Regions from separate parts of the Pan troglodytes genome. Here region 1 is linked to region 2. A link is a contact called in public Hi-C data. All regions are on one chromosome and are shown on one strand. The core of a region is the stretch at or near the end of the contact, and the rest is flanking DNA. Distances in the headings are between cores, read along the strand shown. Region 1 overlaps CYRIA (CYFIP related Rac1 interactor A). Region 2 has its middle 89 kb from the start of CYRIA.

Evidence for each region. A called contact is a pair of places that touch in the nucleus more often than the background predicts.
Region 1: a contact with region 2 is called in a Hi-C map of induced pluripotent stem cells, with 5 times the contacts expected there. The contact joins two enhancer-like sites. A contact is called at or near these places in 5 of 7 Hi-C or Micro-C datasets (blood, induced pluripotent stem cells, a lymphoblastoid cell line and 1 more) and 1 of 1 other capture datasets (stem cell-derived neural stem cells).

Annotation. Positions count from the first base shown.
Region 1 is chr12:106,263,052-106,266,346 of NHGRI_mPanTro3-v2.0_pri, reverse strand. The region is part of intron 2 of CYRIA (CYFIP related Rac1 interactor A); the gene reads right to left. Among named protein-coding and RNA genes, the nearest start is that of CYRIA, 48 kb to the right of the region's middle. Within about 2 kb of position 1,991, at least 7 of the 24 cell types and tissues checked have an H3K27ac peak or open chromatin away from gene starts, as enhancers often do. A contact at or near this core is called in induced pluripotent stem cells, where this site is marked.
Region 2 is chr12:106,125,368-106,128,934 of NHGRI_mPanTro3-v2.0_pri, reverse strand. No RefSeq gene overlaps it. Among named protein-coding and RNA genes, the nearest start is that of CYRIA, 89 kb to the left of the region's middle. Within about 2 kb of position 1,559, at least 7 of the 24 cell types and tissues checked have an H3K27ac peak or open chromatin away from gene starts, as enhancers often do. A contact at or near this core is called in induced pluripotent stem cells, where this site is marked.

The sequences.
Region 1 (3,295 bases), core at 742-3,241, 140 kb before region 2:
CACAGAAGAGGCCTGTGCTCACTTGGCCGTAGAGTGGTGGCCTGCTCTGTCCTTCACGGTGGGAACCCGCCACTTGAACATTCTACATCTCCCTCCTCCTGACTCCAGGGCTGGGCAAAGTGGAGGGATCTGCTCCTGGGGCCTGCAGGCATTTGCACTGAAAAGGCTTCAAGTAGAACTTACTGCTCACACTAGCACCAAAAACTCTTTGTTGAACAATTCCTCTCTCCCCTTGGCTGGTTTCCCACTATCCCATTCACAATGACATCCTTCCCTACGTCACCCTTTGTCAACTCTCCAGCCTTCCCTGGCTCCCCCGGGCTCCTGCTTCCACACTGACTCCAGGCCTCTCACTCCCTCTGAGAGGACTCCTCGCTCAGAGGACCTTCCTGCCTCTGGACTCCTAAGACCTTTCCTTGGTTGTCTGAAGGGCACAGATGGTGTCACACACTAGGGATGTCTGCCGGGTGTTCATCCTGATATCTGTCAGGATGCTGGCCTCGGCTTTGCAACTCAATCATCCAGGAGATGCTTCATAAATGGTCAGCAAGTGTTTGAACCTACGTTGTACTGCAGACGCTTGCTTCTAATAGAAAATTCAACCGAGGCTTTAAGTCAAAATAAAAATTGCTAACAATCACAGAGTCCTTACAGTGCCCCAGGCACTTTTCCAAATGCTTGCCTGTATTAACTCAGGTAGTGATCCCAGAACCCTTACAAGGTTGGTGCTATTAGTCTTCTCATTTTAGAGATGAGGAAACTGTCCTGTGAAGAGGTTTGAAAACTTGCCCAAGAGCATCTGGCTCCAGAGCCTGGGCTCTTAACCGCAGCACTACAAAGGATTATATCAAGACCACAGTTAAAGCAAATCTTACCTGAAGCCCACTCACATATACAGTATTTGTTTTATGGGGGTCCTGAAACTAGCTATGTATGCCTCTGCAAATGTCATCAAGTTTCTAGGCTCCTTGTATTACACATTACAGCAACTGAAGACAATTGATAGATGGCTGTTCCCCTTCTTCCTTGATTTGCAGCATAGTCAAGCCTTTGGGTCTGGAGACAGGAAAGAGCTGAGGTATGAGAAAGGAGGTCCTAAGAGGAGCACCGATGACCAAGTGGGGTCCTTAGAGGAAACACTGGCCAAGTTGGTTTCAGCAGTCACGATTCTTCATAACTCCTCTGCCAGTGTGCACCTGGCCCCAACCCCCGGACTCTGCCTACTACCGGGTCAGTGCAGTCTCCATCCTGGGGCCAGTGTGCTGCCAGCTTACAGCTCCAAACAGAGAAAGGCAGGCTTGCCATCAGGCCTAGGCCAAAACCCCCTGCCAAGCCGGTTCTCCTAGATTCCAACCCAAAGCAGGAACAAAGACAGGGTTGGAAGAAGGAGAGAGGACTGAACATTGTAGCTGCGCCAGAGCTCTCAGCACAGGGCTGGTAGCTGCCTCATTAAGGCCTGCAGCCAGGAGGGTAGGGTACACGCTGAGCCCCTTTCACTCTGTGAGCCAGATCAGCTGTTGTCTGTTGAGGGCCGACAGAGGCCTTGCCTGCTATGAAGAGATGAGAGGTAATTTACCTCCCTCCAGCGGGGCTTCCTGTTGGTGGTGATTTAAGTGCAAACTCCACACCAGGGTCCTGCCAGGCCATGTGGGATTCAACAGCCCTCAAGGACTCTTTTGGGAGTTGGGTATCTTAAAGACAAGTTCAGAGATGGAAGAGGCTGCATGATCAAGCCCAATTCCCTCATAGTTACGATGAAGGGAGGAGGGCTGACCAAGGTTAACTGGTGACTCAGTGGCAGTTTGGATTAGAATCCAAGTTACCCCAGATATCATGGTCACTTTTTGGTTTTCTCCCTCTCTCCCTCTTTATTTATTTTTAAATCTGCATCCTTGTTGTACCAAGAAAGTGCCACAGAGGGGCAGCACTGTGGGGTTTTGAAGGAGAAAGGAACTCTTTCCAGCTGGGCTATCAAGTCAGGCTTCCTTGGGGAGGTAGTCTTTGGTGTGGATTCTGAGGACATGGAGGACTACAGAGCCCAGGCCAGGATGAGAGTGTGCTCGAAACTGCCTCAGTGCAGGAGCAGGGCAAGAGGATGCTGCCTCTAAAAAGAACACTGCCCCTTTCTCTCTTCACTCCCTCTTCCCAGCATCTTCTCTCTTTCTCTTTTTAAACAGTCCTTTTGAATTTCTCCTGATATAAAAGGGAATGCTCACTCCCCCCTGGGTGCAGCCAGGGTTTTGGAGAGAATGGGGTCAGAGAAAGCACTTGTTGAGGTCTACTTCTCCTTAGAGGAAGAAGAGAAGAGCCCCAGGTCATATGTCTGTCCCCAGCCCAGCCCATTAGGAAGAACAAATAGGGCCCCTAAGAACAAGAAACCAGAGAGCCCTGGCTGTAAGGAGGGCAAGTGATTCTAAATGCATTTTGGTAAAGAGCATGTGACAGAGCTGCCCTTGTCTCCAAAAGACTCCATCAGAGCAAAGCACCCACCCCAAAGCCCCTCGCTGTTGAGATGTTTATGCCAACTAGAACTGAGGCATGGTTAGGTTTAGAGATGACTCTGTAAGGAGGGATGGCTGCCCGGTCTCTAGAAGTAGAACCAGCTTCCTTGTAAGGTGGTGAGTTCCCCATCCCTGAAAGCATGTGAGCGGACACCCGAAGGGAAAGATGTAGCTTTCCGAGGGCTTCTAGACATATGCTGCTCTGACCTCACTGCTTGCCCGGTCCTGCATTTTGGAGTCCAGGTGAGATTCAAGTCCAAACACAATGCTTAGTTTCATAATTTCCTCCTTGGTCTGCCTGAAGCCCCATCGGCTTGCGGAGAGGGTGATACACAGCATGAACAGTGAAAGAGGGGACAATTAGACCAGAGTTTGGATCCTGATGTCCTCACAGCTGTGGGCTTTGGCCAAGCCATTTCCTCCCTGAGCTTCAGTCTCATCTTCTGTACCTGGTCCCAGGCTACCTCCTGGAGCTTGTGAACATCCAGTACCATGAAGTGCAGAGATCTTGGCACAACTGGGGAGGTGTGCAGGTGAAAGATTAAGTCTAGCCCATCCATTCATCTTGCAGCCAGCAGGGGTGATGGGAGGTCAACTGCACCATGCTCTGAGCTAGGTTCTAGAATAAATTCTACATAATGTACACATATATACATACACACATATATACCCATATATACACACACGTAGGTACATGCATATGTACATACACACGTACATAAAACCCTGTGTGTGTGTGTGTGCATATATAGATATATATATACACACACATATACATATTCCACCCCAAGAGT
Region 2 (3,567 bases), core at 310-2,809:
TGCTTCGTTGAAGCCAGCTACTCCTGAGAAATAGGAAATGACACTATGCAAACAGCTGAAGATGGGACAATCCCGAGTCATATTAAACATGGGATTTTCAAACAATTTCAACAGAAAAAAATCAGTGAACAAAGAAATAGGAAGACAAGATCTTCAAATATCCTCCACTGTTAGCCAGTGAAAATACAAACTGATTTACACATAAATTACATCTTGAGGATTTCTCTCCTGTGGATTTACGAAAAAAATAAGTGTCACCACCAATGGGGCTTATTTTTCCTCTGTTGATATTGTTGCCAGGCGGTGATCCTCATTTGCTGCCTCCTTTCTATCCTGTGGCCACGGCCCTAAGTCAGGCTGCATCGACTTTCGGCAAAGCTCCTACCTGTGAGTCTGGCTCTGGTCTGATCCCATGCAGCCTCCCAACCCATCTCTGCATCAGGGTGCAGCCATGCCACTCTCCTAAGCTGTTTGATCCCTTCCTTCTCCAGCTGAAAGCCCTATGATGACCAGATAACTATCATTGCTCTGGGATAATGCAGAGCTACGGACCACTCCATACACCGGGTCTATGTGCTTCCTACCTCCCCGGCTCCTCCCTGCCTCTGTGGTATCTAACTCTTCTTTTAAAATCTAAGTCCCAGCTACCCCAATACATGTTCAGCCCCTCCAAACCCCGACTCTCTCATGGCCATGCCTTTTTCCCACTGCCCTCCTACATGGATAGAGCCCTCATCCTCCTAGTGTCCTCCTGCAATGCTTGGCTCACGTGTCAGTTGTTATATGAGTCTTCCTGACCGGCCCGAGTCTCTGTGGGAATTAGGTTGAGCCACTCCAGCCTCGGTGGACCCTCCTTAGACTGTCCTGTCACCTGTAGAGCCCTGTCACCCCTTTTTATGGACCTATCTGTCTGCCTGCTGGTCAGAGAATTCTGGAAGGCGGCATCAGCTCTGCCTGAGGCACAGGACACCTGGCACAGATGAAGGGTTAAGTGGATGTTTGTTGAATTTGTCAGAGAGCGAGAACAAATCTCGAGTGCGATGGTCCCTGCTCATTCCTCTCTCCAGCCCCTGCCTCCATGTGCCTCTTGTAGAGACAGCTGCAGGGCCCGCAGGCCAGAGCCCCTGGGTCAGAGCAACAACTGCCTTGTGTTTTCTCCAAAAATGAAGATTGCAAAATCCTCGTGGCCTCGAGTTCACAGCTGTGGAAAGAAACTTCACGAGGTGACGGTGGGGTCAAGGGGCCCGGGTGGGGACGTGGGGACCACAGGGCAGGAATGAGCACCCACGGAGAAACGCAGTCCCCACCCCTTCCACCCCCTCAGGTCTGGCTGTATAAACTCGGAGAGGAGGCTGCTCTTCTCAGCTTTTCCCACGTTTCAGTTTTCTCTACATCTGGTTATGTAGCAATGCCTTCTCATCCCCTGAGAGCTAGCACCCCAACATATTTACTGAACATCGGTCTGGGTTATTTGCGTGTCATCAAGCTCCAAGGGCATTCAAATGACCTTCTGGAGGATACACAGTGCCTTGGGGAACGGCGCCACCTGGTGGTCACTCGGAGTTAATAACCACATTCTAGGGCGAGGAAGCCTAGAGCAAACTGGAGGGACCAGGTGGAGGCTCAGATTAAACAATTCCTGCTGCCGCTGACACATCTGTTCCATGGTGACAGAGCTGAGTGTGTGTCCCTGGCTAGAGGCAGTGATTGGACAAGGATGGTCAAAATGTATCCTTCTGGAATCTGAGCGCTGAAGGGTGGTTTAGAGACCAATACGATCCCAACCATTCATTTCTCAGATGGGCAAACTGCAGTCCAGAGGGGACAGAGGTTACCTAAGGTCTTTCAATAAATTAGTTGAAGAGGTGGGGCAATAACACAGGTTTCTGGGCTCCTTGTCTGATACTCCTCCATTCTAGCACTTCAGAGCACCTCACGGTGATGTCCGTCCTTTATTTTATTTTATTTTTTAATTTGAATTGCTGCTTTAGACGAAAAAGAAGGCCAACCCCCCGCTGCCATATACATCTTCTCTTTCCTAAATTCATATCACTTGGTCCCGACACCAGTCTTCCTTCCTCCAGGAAGTTTTCCCTGAGCAGTTGGAAATCCTCCTTCGGAAGCTCCCAGGCAATCTACCCGATACTGACAGAGGGACTGAAGTTGACTCTGGGATATGGTGTGCACAGACACAGCCTTGCCCCCAGCAGCTTACAGTCTAGTGGGGAGAGACAAGTGACAAACACACAGACAGACAGATAGATGCAGAAATGATGGATGGATAATTTCAGGTACTAACGAGGGCTTTGAAGATGATAAATAGGGCACTGTGATAAAGAATGGCTTGGAACGGAGCTATGTCAGCTAGAGGGAATGGGAGGCTGGTCTGAAGAGGGCTTAGCTGTGGAGGACAGGGAGAAGGTGGTTATTATGAGGGGAGAGCACTCCAAACAAGAAGAACAGTAAGTGCAAAGGACCCAAGACTGGAATGAGGTTGGCAGGTCCAAGACACAGAGAAGGCTGGAGAGATAGCCAGCTAGCGGGCAAGACAGAAGTCGAAGATGATGGGATCAGAAAAGACAGGGAAGGCTGGATCTGGAAGGACTAGTTGGGTTTGTATGCTGCTTGCAATGGGAGGTCATCAGTAGGCGTAGGCGGAGAGTGGCATGATCTTATGTATACCTTAAGTGGTTCGCATGCGCACTAATGCTTAGGAACTCCTGATGTAATCCCTCAGCTCCTGCAGAAAGTCTTTTCTCACCCACCAAGTTAAGGAAGGTGTCCTTCATCCGACTCCTTGCGTTAACATCTTCATGCCTCCATCGCTGGGCCTACCACCTTGCTTTCGAATCAACTGTTTATATGTCTTTTTACTTCACTGGAAAGTAAGTCCAATATTCAGAGAGACAGCAGTACAAAGTCAAGATCCAGAACAGACTGTTGAGATGCAAAAACTCGCTCTACCACTTCGTAGCAGTGTGGCTTTGGACAACTTATTCATTCAGCGTGTCTTTGCTTCACTTTCTTTATCCGAAAAATGGGGCTAAGAGTATCTGCTGCATTGGACCGTTATTACAGTTAAATAATATATGAAAAAAATCTCATAACAATGGCAGGCACTATGTAATTACTCTATAAATAGTAGATATCATTTCTGGGTGTTTTCTCAGGCCTGCCATTAATAAGGTTGGTCCCAGAGTCTGTCAGGGCCTCTGGCTGTGGTGTGCATTGCTCATTGAATGGGGATATGGGACTACACAGGGAAGATTATTCCGGGATACAGTTTCTGGCCTTGGAAGAGAGAGTTGGCCTGCCAACAAATGTAAGAGGCAGAGATTGTTCTTAGCTTCATTTTATAGGCAGGCTCAGAAAGGGTAGTTTGCAAAGTGACCCAGGTATTAAGTATTAAATCCAGGATGCAAATATAGGTCTGTTTCACTCAACATCCAAGGTTGTTCTTTCTAGTTTTGTTTGTTTTCATTTGATTTTAACCCCACAGCACCATGCATGGGTAACAGCTGGCCTTAGAGCAAATGTATTGCCCTAAACGATCATACTGGTGTCCGA